3 separate regions of the Pan troglodytes genome follow, and all the other regions are linked to region 3. The links are chromatin contacts, called in public Hi-C and HiChIP or PLAC-seq maps. All regions are on one chromosome and are shown on one strand. Each heading gives the region's core, a stretch centred on a gene start, on an enhancer-like site or on the middle of the called end of the contact. The rest is flanking DNA. Distances are from core to core; before and after follow the strand shown. Region 1 overlaps AFAP1L1 (actin filament associated protein 1 like 1). Region 2 holds the start of IL17B (interleukin 17B). Region 3 holds the start of CSNK1A1 (casein kinase 1 alpha 1).

What was found. A called contact is a pair of places that touch in the nucleus more often than the background predicts. HiChIP or PLAC-seq counts read pairs in DNA pulled down with a chosen protein or histone mark.
Region 1: a Hi-C map of induced pluripotent stem cells shows a contact between it and region 3, with 2.0 times the contacts expected there. The contact joins the enhancer-like site here to the promoter of CSNK1A1 in region 3. A contact is called at or near these places in 2 of 7 Hi-C or Micro-C datasets (induced pluripotent stem cells and stem cell-derived neural progenitor cells) and 1 of 1 datasets of contacts at active chromatin or transcription factors (stem cell-derived excitatory neurons).
Region 2: an H3K4me3 HiChIP or PLAC-seq map of stem cell-derived excitatory neurons shows a contact between it and region 3, with 3 times the contacts expected there. The contact joins the promoter of IL17B here to the promoter of CSNK1A1 in region 3. A contact is called at or near these places in 1 of 7 Hi-C or Micro-C datasets (induced pluripotent stem cells), 1 of 1 datasets of contacts at active chromatin or transcription factors (stem cell-derived excitatory neurons) and 1 of 1 other capture datasets (stem cell-derived neural stem cells).

The regions. Positions count from the first base shown.
Region 1 is chr4:147,049,150-147,052,671 of NHGRI_mPanTro3-v2.0_pri, reverse strand. AFAP1L1 (actin filament associated protein 1 like 1) reads right to left here. Exons shown (of 19, transcript XM_518027.6): 13 at 3,300-3,445; 14 at 2,564-2,636; 15 at 340-451. Among named protein-coding and RNA genes, the nearest start is that of GRPEL2, 22 kb to the left of the region's middle. Within about 2 kb of position 2,006, at least 13 of the 24 cell types and tissues checked have an H3K27ac peak or open chromatin away from gene starts, as enhancers often do. A contact at or near this core is called in induced pluripotent stem cells and stem cell-derived neural progenitor cells, where this site is marked.
Region 2 is chr4:147,150,274-147,153,929 of NHGRI_mPanTro3-v2.0_pri, reverse strand. IL17B (interleukin 17B) reads left to right here and starts at 1,647. Exons shown (of 4, transcript XM_016954018.3): 1 at 1,647-1,948. LOC462181 (a long non-coding RNA gene) reads right to left here. Exons shown (of 3, transcript XR_001717986.2): 3 at 1-1,180.
Region 3 is chr4:147,278,354-147,281,862 of NHGRI_mPanTro3-v2.0_pri, reverse strand. CSNK1A1 (casein kinase 1 alpha 1) reads left to right here and starts at 1,391. Exons shown (of 10, transcript XM_001164031.7): 1 at 1,391-2,636; 2 at 3,293-3,399. The coding sequence starts at 2,514. ARHGEF37 (Rho guanine nucleotide exchange factor 37) reads right to left here and starts at 2,391. Exons shown (of 13, transcript XM_016954019.3): 1 at 1,354-2,391. The coding sequence starts at 1,375.

The DNA of each region.
Region 1 (3,522 bases), core at 757-3,256, 230 kb after region 3:
GGCAAATCTGGTGTTAGGGGCCTGGTACTGCTGCATAGGGATCATCTGCTGGAGCTGAGCAGCAGCCTCCCCTATAGTTGGGACCTGAGAAAACTGGGTACCGGTTTCCTACAGTACCTCCCCACCCCCCAACTCCCTGTCATTTTCCCTCTGAGGCCACATGCTAGCTGGCCTTTATCATTGTGCTTGCTCTGTGATTTTTCTTACGGTAGAGTATTTTCTTGCATCTCACTTTGCTCATTTATTTACCCACCAGGGAAACTGATTTTGAGATCCCTCCTATAGACTGCTTCCTTTCCTTCCTCCCTAGTCAGCAGGGGAGGCCCACACACAACTCACTGGAGGCGTGGCGTTTGACTTTGACCTGCGGGTCCACACGATGGGACTTCTCACTGCAGGAGGAGGCGTGACGCTTCACCTGGGCCCCTGTGGGGCGCTCGGGCTCCTCGTCCTGGTGGGAGATGGAGGAAGACAGTCAAGTTCAGGCAGGCGCAGACTCATCAATGCAGGGTGTATTGCGGTCTTTGCTCAGTATGGAGTCTTCTTGCTCTGAGATCTTGGTCTTACATTTTTAGACTTGCATAGCACTCAAAAATCATAAAGCACTTTTGCTAGCAGTATATCATTTGAACCTCATACCTTTCTGCTGGGGGGCAGCAGAAGGTAACCCTAAACTGCAGCACCTGCTGAGAGGAAAATTAGAAAATCTCAAAAGACTGTGGGTGGCTATATTTGATTTATCATAGATACTTTTGTCTTTAGAACATTTGGAAGTATCCTGATTTTCTGAATTGCCTCAAAAAGAAAACAGTCTTCCCTCAAGAAGAAAAGTCCTGGATGAGAGGAGCCAGTGATAGAAGTGACATAACTTAATAGATTAACTATACATTTGTGCATGAAGAATATTAAGAATACTAAAAATCCAGTGAAAGCTTAGGAAACCATGAGTTAAATATGATAATAATGTAATATAATAATGATGTTGTCAACAACAGTACTATCTACTTCTCTGTATAGGACCTTCCAATGTCTAGGCACTGTCCTAATTTCTTTTTTTGAGTGCAGTGGTGTGATCATGGCTCACTGCAGCCTCAACCTCCTGGACTCAAGTGATCCTCCCACCTCAGCCTCCCGAGTTGTTGGGACAACATATGTGCAGCACCATGCCCAGCTAGTTTTTGTAGAGACAGGGTTTTGCCATGTTGGCCAGGCTGGTCTCAAACTCCTGGGCTTAAGTGATCCACCCACCTCAGCTTCCTATAAGTGCTAGGATTATAGGTATGAGCCACTGTGCCCAGCCTAAACGTTTTTTTTGTTTTGTTTTTTTTTGAGACAGAGTCTCGCTCTGTTGCCCAGGCTGTAGTTCAGTGGCATAATCTTGGCTCACTTCCACCTCCTGGGTTCAAGCGATCCTCCTGCCTCAGCCTCTCGAGTAGCTGGGACCATAGGCATCTGCCACTGTGCCTGGCTAATTTTTGTAGTTTTTAAGTAGAGACGAGGTTTCACCATGCTGGCCAGGCTGGACTCGAGCTCCTGGCCTCAAGTGATCCACCCACCTCAGCCTCCCAAAGTACTGGGATTACAGGCATGAGCCACGGCACCCAGACCCCGCCTAAACTTTTTTACATAAAGTATTATTTAATTCTTGCAGTTATCCAAGAAGGTAGGTTTTATCATATCCTTTTGGAGTCATGAAGTGAAGCCCAGCAGCCCTGAGTCTGACTCAAACTTCACATCCTTAAGTGCTAAGCTGTCTTGCCACTAAACTCTGCAACTGAGAAAAACCTCAAGCTGCATCCACAGGTTTATCTGAGTCTGAAGAAAGACCATATGAACAGAAGGATGACTGGACAAATTTCTAGAAAAGAGAGTCCTAGAGGTGAAAACTCAGTGTGTCATGCAGCACTGTCTAAGACAGAGGTCCTGTCTGCAGACACATCTGTTGTCCTCGGCAGCTTAACTGCCTCTCTCTCCTGCTAACTGTGAGGCCTGACCCACCCACCAGCGTCTGATTGGAATGTGGCTCTCCTCTTGCTTTCTGAGGGAGGAGACAGCACAGGGCATGCTGCCAGGAGCATTCCAGGTCATGTGATGGCTACACAGGCCTCACTGTAAATTAGTAAGCTGGTATCTCCCTGGCTTAGCAAGCAAAACATGGAGACTGGCCTGGGAGCTGAAGCTCCCAGATCACGAAGTCACCAGGTGAAGGCTTGCGGGGTGGTCCCAGAGTCAGCACCTGCCCCAGACACCACGGAATCAGCAGGATAAGTTCACAGAGTGGTAAACAGGAGGAGGGCCCCAGCAACTTGCTCAAACTGGAGACGATGCCTCACCTTTTGGTAGTGTTTGGGAGTCTGCACAGCCCTTTCTTCCTCCCAACCTGGGTCCTGTGCCAGGGATTCCTCATCCTGAGCCATGCTCTATGATAAGAAGGGGCTCCCCTTCTAGCTACTGCTGCTTAAATGAAAATGATCTTTCTGAGGCAGAAGGTAAAGGGAGCAGAAAGAGGGAGAGCTAATAAGTGGCCCTTGCCACGTTCCTGGGCAGCCCCAAGGGACTGTACCTGCATCTTTTCATAAGGAACATCATCATAGACTCGGGGCTCAGGCCACTGATTCTGGCAGGATCTTGCATATCTAGAAAATAAAAGGTACGATGACAATGACAATGACAATGATGCTTTGCAGCTTACAGTGCTTTCGTGTCCTCACTCTCATTGATTCTGGCAGAAACTCTTAAGGCAGATCAGAAGATTGGTAAAAGCAAGATGGCAGACAGCATTGTGTCATGGGCTGTGTTAGGGCGTCACAGACAGGACCAATGTGATTCTCATAACAACCCGCAAGGCAGGTAATTCATCACCACCATTCTATGAGTCAGAAAACAGAGATCCGAGATGGCAAGCAACCAGTGCAAGCTTCCACTGCTGGTGGTGACTGAGCTGGGACTCGAACTTGGCTCTTCTAGTACCGAATGCCATATACTAGCCACGTGCCCATGCTCCAGTGTGTGAAAGCTTAAAGTCCCATGACATGAGGGCAGAGCCCAGGCCACTACTCCAAGGCTTCTCTACTTTTGCTCCTTCCATCCACAGCTTGCCTCTGACTCTGGGCTACCTCCTTCAGCCAGCTCCCCACTCTTTGCTGGAAGAGGAAGACACTCATTCCAGCTTACCAAGGAAGCAGAGCTTTCCTTAGCTCCTCCCTTCCCTCCTAGTGCCCAGGGCTGGACTCAGCCTCTGAGAGGGATGGAGACAGGAAAGGTCCTGGGCAGGTGTGGCCAGTGCAGCTGACACTTACAGGAAGGAGTTGCGCCCAGCACTGACGATGCTGGTTAAGGTCTCCACATCCACGTAGTCATAGTGCAGCGCCTCCGGAGTGACTCTGGAGCCCATCTCCACCAGCAGCAGCCCGAGCCAGCGACCCATGTCCTCTGAACAGCTTGCCTGAAGGACAGGAGGCAAAGGTGGAGTTCATTTTCCTACTGTCAGGGCTCCTGGAGACCTGTTGACTTCAGCCAAAC
Region 2 (3,656 bases), core at 398-2,897, 130 kb after region 3:
CTGGGTTTAGAAACGAGAACTAGATGGGAGGTAGTCCCATGCTTCTGAAGGAGAAACTGATGCAGGGAGAAGGGCTGAGGCACAGCCTCTGACCAGGGGAAGGTGTTTGCCTCCATCTCCTCTGTGGCCCTTGAATCTGCTTGCCCCTTGCTGTTGGTGCCTCGTTCTGTTCCTTTGTGTCTGGAATAATCATCGTGATAATGAATGTAATAAGCACAGTCATTTGTGGAATTTTATAGTCCTGGATATTGAATGTTTTCTTTGTGCAAGTCCCTGTGCATTCACAAAGCTCCATGGGAAGGGAATTTTCCAAGGGTACAGAGCTGAGAACTGAGCTGGGGTTCCTAACCCAGGGCCCTCATTTTAACCTCTACGCTGAATGTCTCATGCCCTGTCCAATTGGCCAGGCCTTGGTTTGGGGGCAGGGTCTAATCATTTCACCTGTCCCTTCAGCGCACTGCCTCTTCTATGTGCCAAGGGGAAGTGGGACTGAGAGCCACGCCGTCCTTGACCTGGAGGACCTCGGTCAGATTGAGTAGAAGGAAATTCCCCTCACAAGGTGAATAGGGGGCAGACTCAAGTGGGATGAGGAGAGAGAGAGAGAGAGCCCAAGAAAGGACAGCCAAGCACACCTGGAGGACGAAAAGGTTCCCACCCCTGGGGAAGCTGAGAAGGCTTCCTGGAGGAGGAGTCAGTGCAGCTGGGCTATGAGGAGGGGCAGAGGGGCCGGGAGGGAGGTGCTTCCCCTGGCTCCAGCAGCTCTTCCCTTGAGTCTTGCATACTTAGCACTTGTCCCAACCCCTGCCTCCTTCACATGAGGGCCTTACTGAGAAGAGGGGTCTATGGCCACCCCCACTGCCCCATTCCACTTACCCCACCAAAGGCTCCCTCCTACTCTGGATCCCCAGTCAGGATGAGAGACACCGCTTGGGGGTCCCAGGTTCCACTTCTTACCAGGCCCTTCTTTCTGTGGCTGCTTCCCCTTCTATGAAAGGCGATGTTGAACCAGGTGGCCTCAGTTTTACCTGGCGGCTCTGGGTGCCGGCTCCCGGCAGTGTGGGGGACAGCTCCTGGGTGGATGGGCTGTTTCTGCCTCTGTGTTCCCCATGTCTTCAGGAAATGTCTCTGGCTGTGGGGGACCTCTGTCTTCTGTCGGGAGGCTTGGAGAGGCGTGGGTGAGCTGGGGAGGAGAAAATAAACAGTGGCTGTCTGGGTTTTCTCGCCAGGCCTGAGCCAGGAGGCCTCCCTGGGCTCCTTCCCTTATATGGCCAGGCTGCTCTGGGCTGGGAGCTTGCTGCAGTGCTCCCCCACCCTCCACCACCACTCAGAGGGCCGGGGGCCACTGCTGGTCACCCCGGACTCTGCTGCTGCAGAAGCCAGAGCAGGGCTGAAGGTGGAGGGCAGGCCCCAGGACGTGTGCCAGGAATCACCTGGACAACCTGGGCAACTGGGGAGGATTTATGTTGAGATAAGGGATGGGGGAGAGGAACACCCAGAGAAAGACGGGACCTACCCCATCCTGACTTAACCCCCAACTCATGGTGTGATCCTAACCAAGCCCTTTCCCTCTCTGGGCTTCTGTTTCTCCCCCTGTCAAATGAGGGTGTGGAAAATAAGAATTAATTCTCACACTCATTCTGTGAGGTGGCAGCTTGTGTAACCTCATTTTGCAGAAGGGAAAACTGGCTTGGAGAGGCTAAGTAATTTGACCACAGCTTTCCAGCTGAAAGGGAGCAAGGCAGGATTTGAACTCGGGGCCTTCCGATGTCAAGGTCTGTGTTCTGAATTGGCTGGTTGTCAAGGCTCCCGTTGCGGGTCACAGTCACTTTCATGTGCCTTATGGAAAAGGGATTCTGTGAAGTTGCAATCCTGGAAGACCAGGGAGGCCCCAGTGCCCAGTGACCCAGCCCGAAGGAGGCTGTTTCGTGAAGGAAGGGGAACAGGGTCTGTAAGTATTCACCCTGGTGTCCCTGGCACATCACACAGGGCGTGGCACAGGCTCAGGGATCAGAAAGGAGTGATGTGGAATCACCAAGAAAGGAAGTTTCGGCAGTCACACCCCTCCCCTCACCCCCAGACACATTCTGAGGATGAAAGAAAACAAGGCATGAGAAAGCACCAAGATGCCACCTTTAAGACAGCATTGTCTGTTCAGAAGCTCTTTCTTCCCTCTGAAGCATGCCCCGAGTCTCATCCCCAGGCCAGTGTCTTCTGAGCTGACTCCCCGCTCAGCCCAGCTGCAGGACTGAAAGATGAGGTGAATCTGCTCAAGGACGGGGCTCTGCTCACAGCCTGCAGCAGTGGCCATGGGAGAGGCTGCCGGAGGGGAGGGTGAAGGGGGAAGTGGGGGTGGGTGTGGGAACAGCTCGGAAATGTGCCTCGCAAAAGCACTAACATCCTGTGCGCTGTTGAGCTAGCCCTGGAACCTCCCTCACCCCATCCATCATTGTGGCATCCTCTCAGACCCCAACCCCCTTCCTGAGGCCCACGGGTGGGGTGAGGGAGCCAAGGACCAACTGTCAGTGTGTCCGAGAGACCACAGCTGGCAGTTCTGCAGGTCTGTTTAGTGTCGGAGCCGGACAGTCGGGGGGAGGAGGCGCCTGCAGCCCTCCTAATCCAATTTGTTTAAACCCAGTCTCTGTGGCTTATTTGCTAGTGACGGAGGACTGGGTGTGCGCTGTGCCGGGGTGCACGTTTGCACACATTTGTGGGGCATGCAGGGGTGAACAGGTGGACCATGTTATGTAAGACAGGCCTGGGCCTTGTCCCACATCCCTGGATGTCAGCTCCTTTCCTGGAACCCTGCCTCCTCCTCCCTTCTCCTCTGCTCACCTCCAAATCTTCCTGCACTTTTTCCATCCACATGAGAACTGGTGCCAGAATTCTCCTTTGCAACTGACTCTACATGCAACTCTGAGTGAATGCTTTCACCTCTCCAGGCCTCAGTTTCTCCACTTATCTTATGGAGCTGGCACCTCACCCTACCTGTTCCACCATGAGCATGAAATTAAAAAATTGGCAAGTGTGGGAATAATGTGATGAATGGTAAAAACTGCTCTGTATTCTTGAGTTTCACTATGTGCCAAGGGCTGTGCCTGGGGACACCAGCCCAACCTCACAAATCCTCTCAAAGCCCTATGAGCTGGCTCTTTATCACTAGGCTCAGAGAGGTTGAGTGACTCGTCCAAGATCACACAGCCCCAGGTCTTCCTGCTTTGGGAGCTCAACCCTGTTTACTCCTTTCTAGGGAAGATTACTATTATTTTCCACATTTCTTTCAAGTCTGTTATTCACCGAATCAAGTTGAGTAACAGAGGCTTTATGTCCAAATCACACGGGCTTTGCATTGCTATTTTGTAAGGAGGATGGGGTAGACCGGATTCTTGGCTCCTAGTTGGATTTCCCATCTTGGGTTCCATTTCTTTTTACCTACAACCCAGACCCTGACAGCCCTGAACTGCCCGCACTGCCACCAATCAATGGGTGGTCTTCCTTTACCAAGGCCCATTCTGCTTCTTGTCATCCTCAGGCCCAGTTTCTTGGTCATTCTGAGGTTAGGGTGGGGAGTTTATCCTGAGGGACCCAGGATACTCCAGGAGCCACCTGCAGGTGGGCTGGGGTGGGGAGCGGATGTGGGTGCCAGAAGGGTGGAGGTG
Region 3 (3,509 bases), core at 142-2,641:
GGAGTGATCTCTGGAAAACTCAAGATGCTTAAACTTGGCTTTTTTTTTTTTAAGACCAGAATTGATTAATTAATTAATTTTTTAGATGGAGTGGAGTCTCGCTCTGTCTCCAGGCTGAAGTGCAGTGGCACGATCTCGGCTCGCTGCAACCTCTGCCTCCCAGGTTCAAGCGATTCTCCTGCCTCAGCCTCCCGAGTAGCTGGAGCTACAAGGCACATGCTACCATGCCCAGCTAAGTTTTGTATTTTTAGTAGAGACGGGGTTTCACCATGTTGGCCAGAATGGTCTCGAACTCCCGACCTCAGGTGATCCAGCCGCCTCGGCCTCCCAAAGTGCTGGGATTACAGGTGTGAGCCACCATGCCCGGCTGCATTTTATATCAGAATTTAACAGCAGATTTTAACTTAGTCAAAACATGCTTTAGAGTCACCAAAGGAGAATGATGCCTAACAGTGCTGATTTGGGAGTTGGGCACCCTGGGTGTTGGTTGGGCTTTAAAAACTTCATGCTAAACTTCAGGGGAAGTCTCCTCCCCTCTCTCTTCAGTTGTCTTCCGAGATGAACCCTATTACTAATTACTTGACCACCTTTCAAAGTTGCAGTTAAAATTCTTCACATTTTTCTCCCATTTCTATTTAATTAATTATTATTTTTTGAGACAGGGTCTCTCTGTTGCCCAGGCTGGAGTACAGTGGCGTGATCTAGTCTCACCGCAACCTCCGCCTCCCGAGGGTTCAAGCGATTCTCAGCCTCCCGAATAGCTGGGGTTACAAGTGTGCGCCATCACACCCGGCTAATTTTTGTATTTTTAGTAGATACGGGGTTTCATCATGTTGGCCAGGCTGGTCTCGAACAACTGACCTCAAGTGATCTGCCCGCTCCGGCCTCCCGAAGTGCTGGGATTACAGGCGTGAGCCACTGCGCCCGGCCCCCATTTCTATTTTAATTAAATTTTATTTAGGATAGGCTTAGCTTAAATTTTTACGACTGAGGTCTGACTTAAGATGATAGCATAAACCATGGAGTTTTCTTTCGTGAACATTATTATTACTAAGCCCAATTTTCCCAGGTCAAATTTTGTAAAACAAAACGTGGTCAAAATTTGATTCTCTGATCGATTTTTAGTAAAAAAGAAAAAAATTACCGTGTAGTTTTAAATGTTGTCAATTAAATTTTGTAATAGTTACCTCTACTCTGTTCAGGTTAATACTGAGGTTTTCAACATGACCAACATACGATTCTTTTTTTTTTTTTTTTTGGTGGGGTTGAGGGGACATAACTGTTTTTTCACTCTTGTTAAATTAATTTTCTGTTGATTCCATCTATCCTTAATCTTCATTATGAGCAACATACCAGGTTTTCTTCTGAAGATCATATGTGGTAGTGAGGCAATAATGCAAAGACATAGGATGGCAGGGGGATTCCGGCTTCTTTCTTTCTTCCCCTCCTGTGGAAAGAGGGTCTATAACACTCCGTAGTAGATAAGACAATTCTAATTATGAAGGGTAATTAGCTAGGCTCTGCTACAACCGAGAGCCCTGAGAGATTCCTCGACGCTGGCTGCTTTTCTCTTCCTCTCCACCAGAGGCGACAGCCTCTTTCCAAACAGAAACTGGGTTGGAATAGGCCGGTCCGGGGGAACGGCCAGAAGAAAGATCAAAGGTTAAAAACCGCCTCAAAGAGCACAGGTCAATACCCAACTCCTAAGGAGGCCGTAAGCTTTCATCTGCCACGAAACATGAAGGTGACTCCTCCCAATATCAAGGCCGGGGGGCCACTCAGCCTTCCAGAGACCCAGCGGGTCCGAGGCGAGTAACAGGTAACACCTGCTGAGCCGCCGCCGACCGGAAGTGGAAGAGAGCCCTGGACGGGGGTGAGGACAGGCCGCGGCACGCCTGCGCAGTCAGCAGGAGTTGCAGCGCTCATGCGCAGCTGGGCGGGGACAGGGTGACGCTCGGAGCGTGGGCCGCGACTCTCACGGATCCGGTTCCGCCCTCTCGCTGCCGATCCTTCGGAGCGAGCGCCCGAGATCCCTTTCCCAGAGTGCTCTGCGCCGTGAAGAAGCGGCTCCTGGGGACTGGGGGCATTTTGTGTTGGCTGGAGCTGGAGTAACAAGATGGCGTCGTCCGCGGAGTGACAGGGGTCCCTCTGGGCCGGAGCCGGCGGCAGTGGTGGTAGCGGTATCGCCGCCCTAGCTCACCGCGCCCCTTTTCCAGCCCGCGACGTCGCCGCGCAAGCGAGGCAGCGGCGGCCGCCGAGAAACAAGTGGCCCAGCCTGGTAACCGCCGAGAAGCCCTTCACAAACTGCGGCCTGGCAAAAAGAAACCTGACTGAGCGGCGGTGATCAGGCTCCCCTCTGCTGATTCTGGGCCCCGAACCCCGGTAAAGGCCTCCGTGTTCCGTTTCCTGCCGCCCTCCTCCGTAGCCTTGCCTAGTGTAGGAGCCCCAGAGGCCTCCGTCCTCTTCCCAGAGGTGTCGGGGCTTGGCCCCAGCCTCCATCTTCGTCTCTCAGGATGGCGAGTAGCAGCGGCTCCAAGGCTGAATTCATTGTCGGAGGGAAATATAAACTGGTACGGAAGATCGGGTCTGGCTCCTTCGGGGACATCTATTTGGCGATCAACATCACCAACGGCGAGGTAATCATCTGGGGTGGGGTTCACGATAACGCTGCGCTTTTCCTCATTCCCCCCCCACCACCGCGCACCCCCAAAGTGCTCGGGCCTCTCCTCATCGCACGCACTCGCCAGGGAGTCCAGGGAGCTAGTTTTCCTGGCTTACGAACCTCGCCCGCTGTCTCCCTAAAAGGGTCAAGAACCCGATAGAAAGGTTGGGGGAACTAGTTTCCCAGCTTGTTAAACACGTCCCATAAATGTCCCTTAGTCGAGCTTTTTTTTTTTTTTTAACCGTCTTTTAAGGTGGAAACGGCAAAATCCTCTTTCAGTGATTCCCATGTTTTTTTTTTTTTATTCTTCTACTGGGCCTCTTGTTCCAATTAGAACAGTTTCCGATCGCCTAGTTCCTTAAAAACCTCTCACTACGTTCAGAGGTTGCCTCTTTTTTCTGGATGAATCATTTTCTTGCACTTTAGAGGACGTACGGATTTCGTCACTACCCCCTGAAGAGGCCTTTGAGGCTGGTTGCCTCGTTTTATAATTACCAAGAGCTTTCTCTTTCCAGCTTTTCACTTCTTCTTGTAGTCGCGACTTGGAGTTTTGCTAATGTCTCCCTACTTTCCTAAGTGACATTGAATCCGTAGGGATGTTGATGCCATCATCCCCTCTTTCCCCTGCAGGAAGTGGCAGTGAAGCTAGAATCTCAGAAGGCCAGGCATCCCCAGTTGCTGTACGAGAGCAAGCTCTATAAGATTCTTCAAGGTGGGGTTGGCATCCCCCACATACGGTAAGAACCCGGTGCATATAGGCGATCCGCTGAGGGAAGCACGGAATGGGGAAGTGGGTAGAGGCAGGTAATGAGACCAGCTGAATCCGGGTCTTGGTGTTTTAGTTACC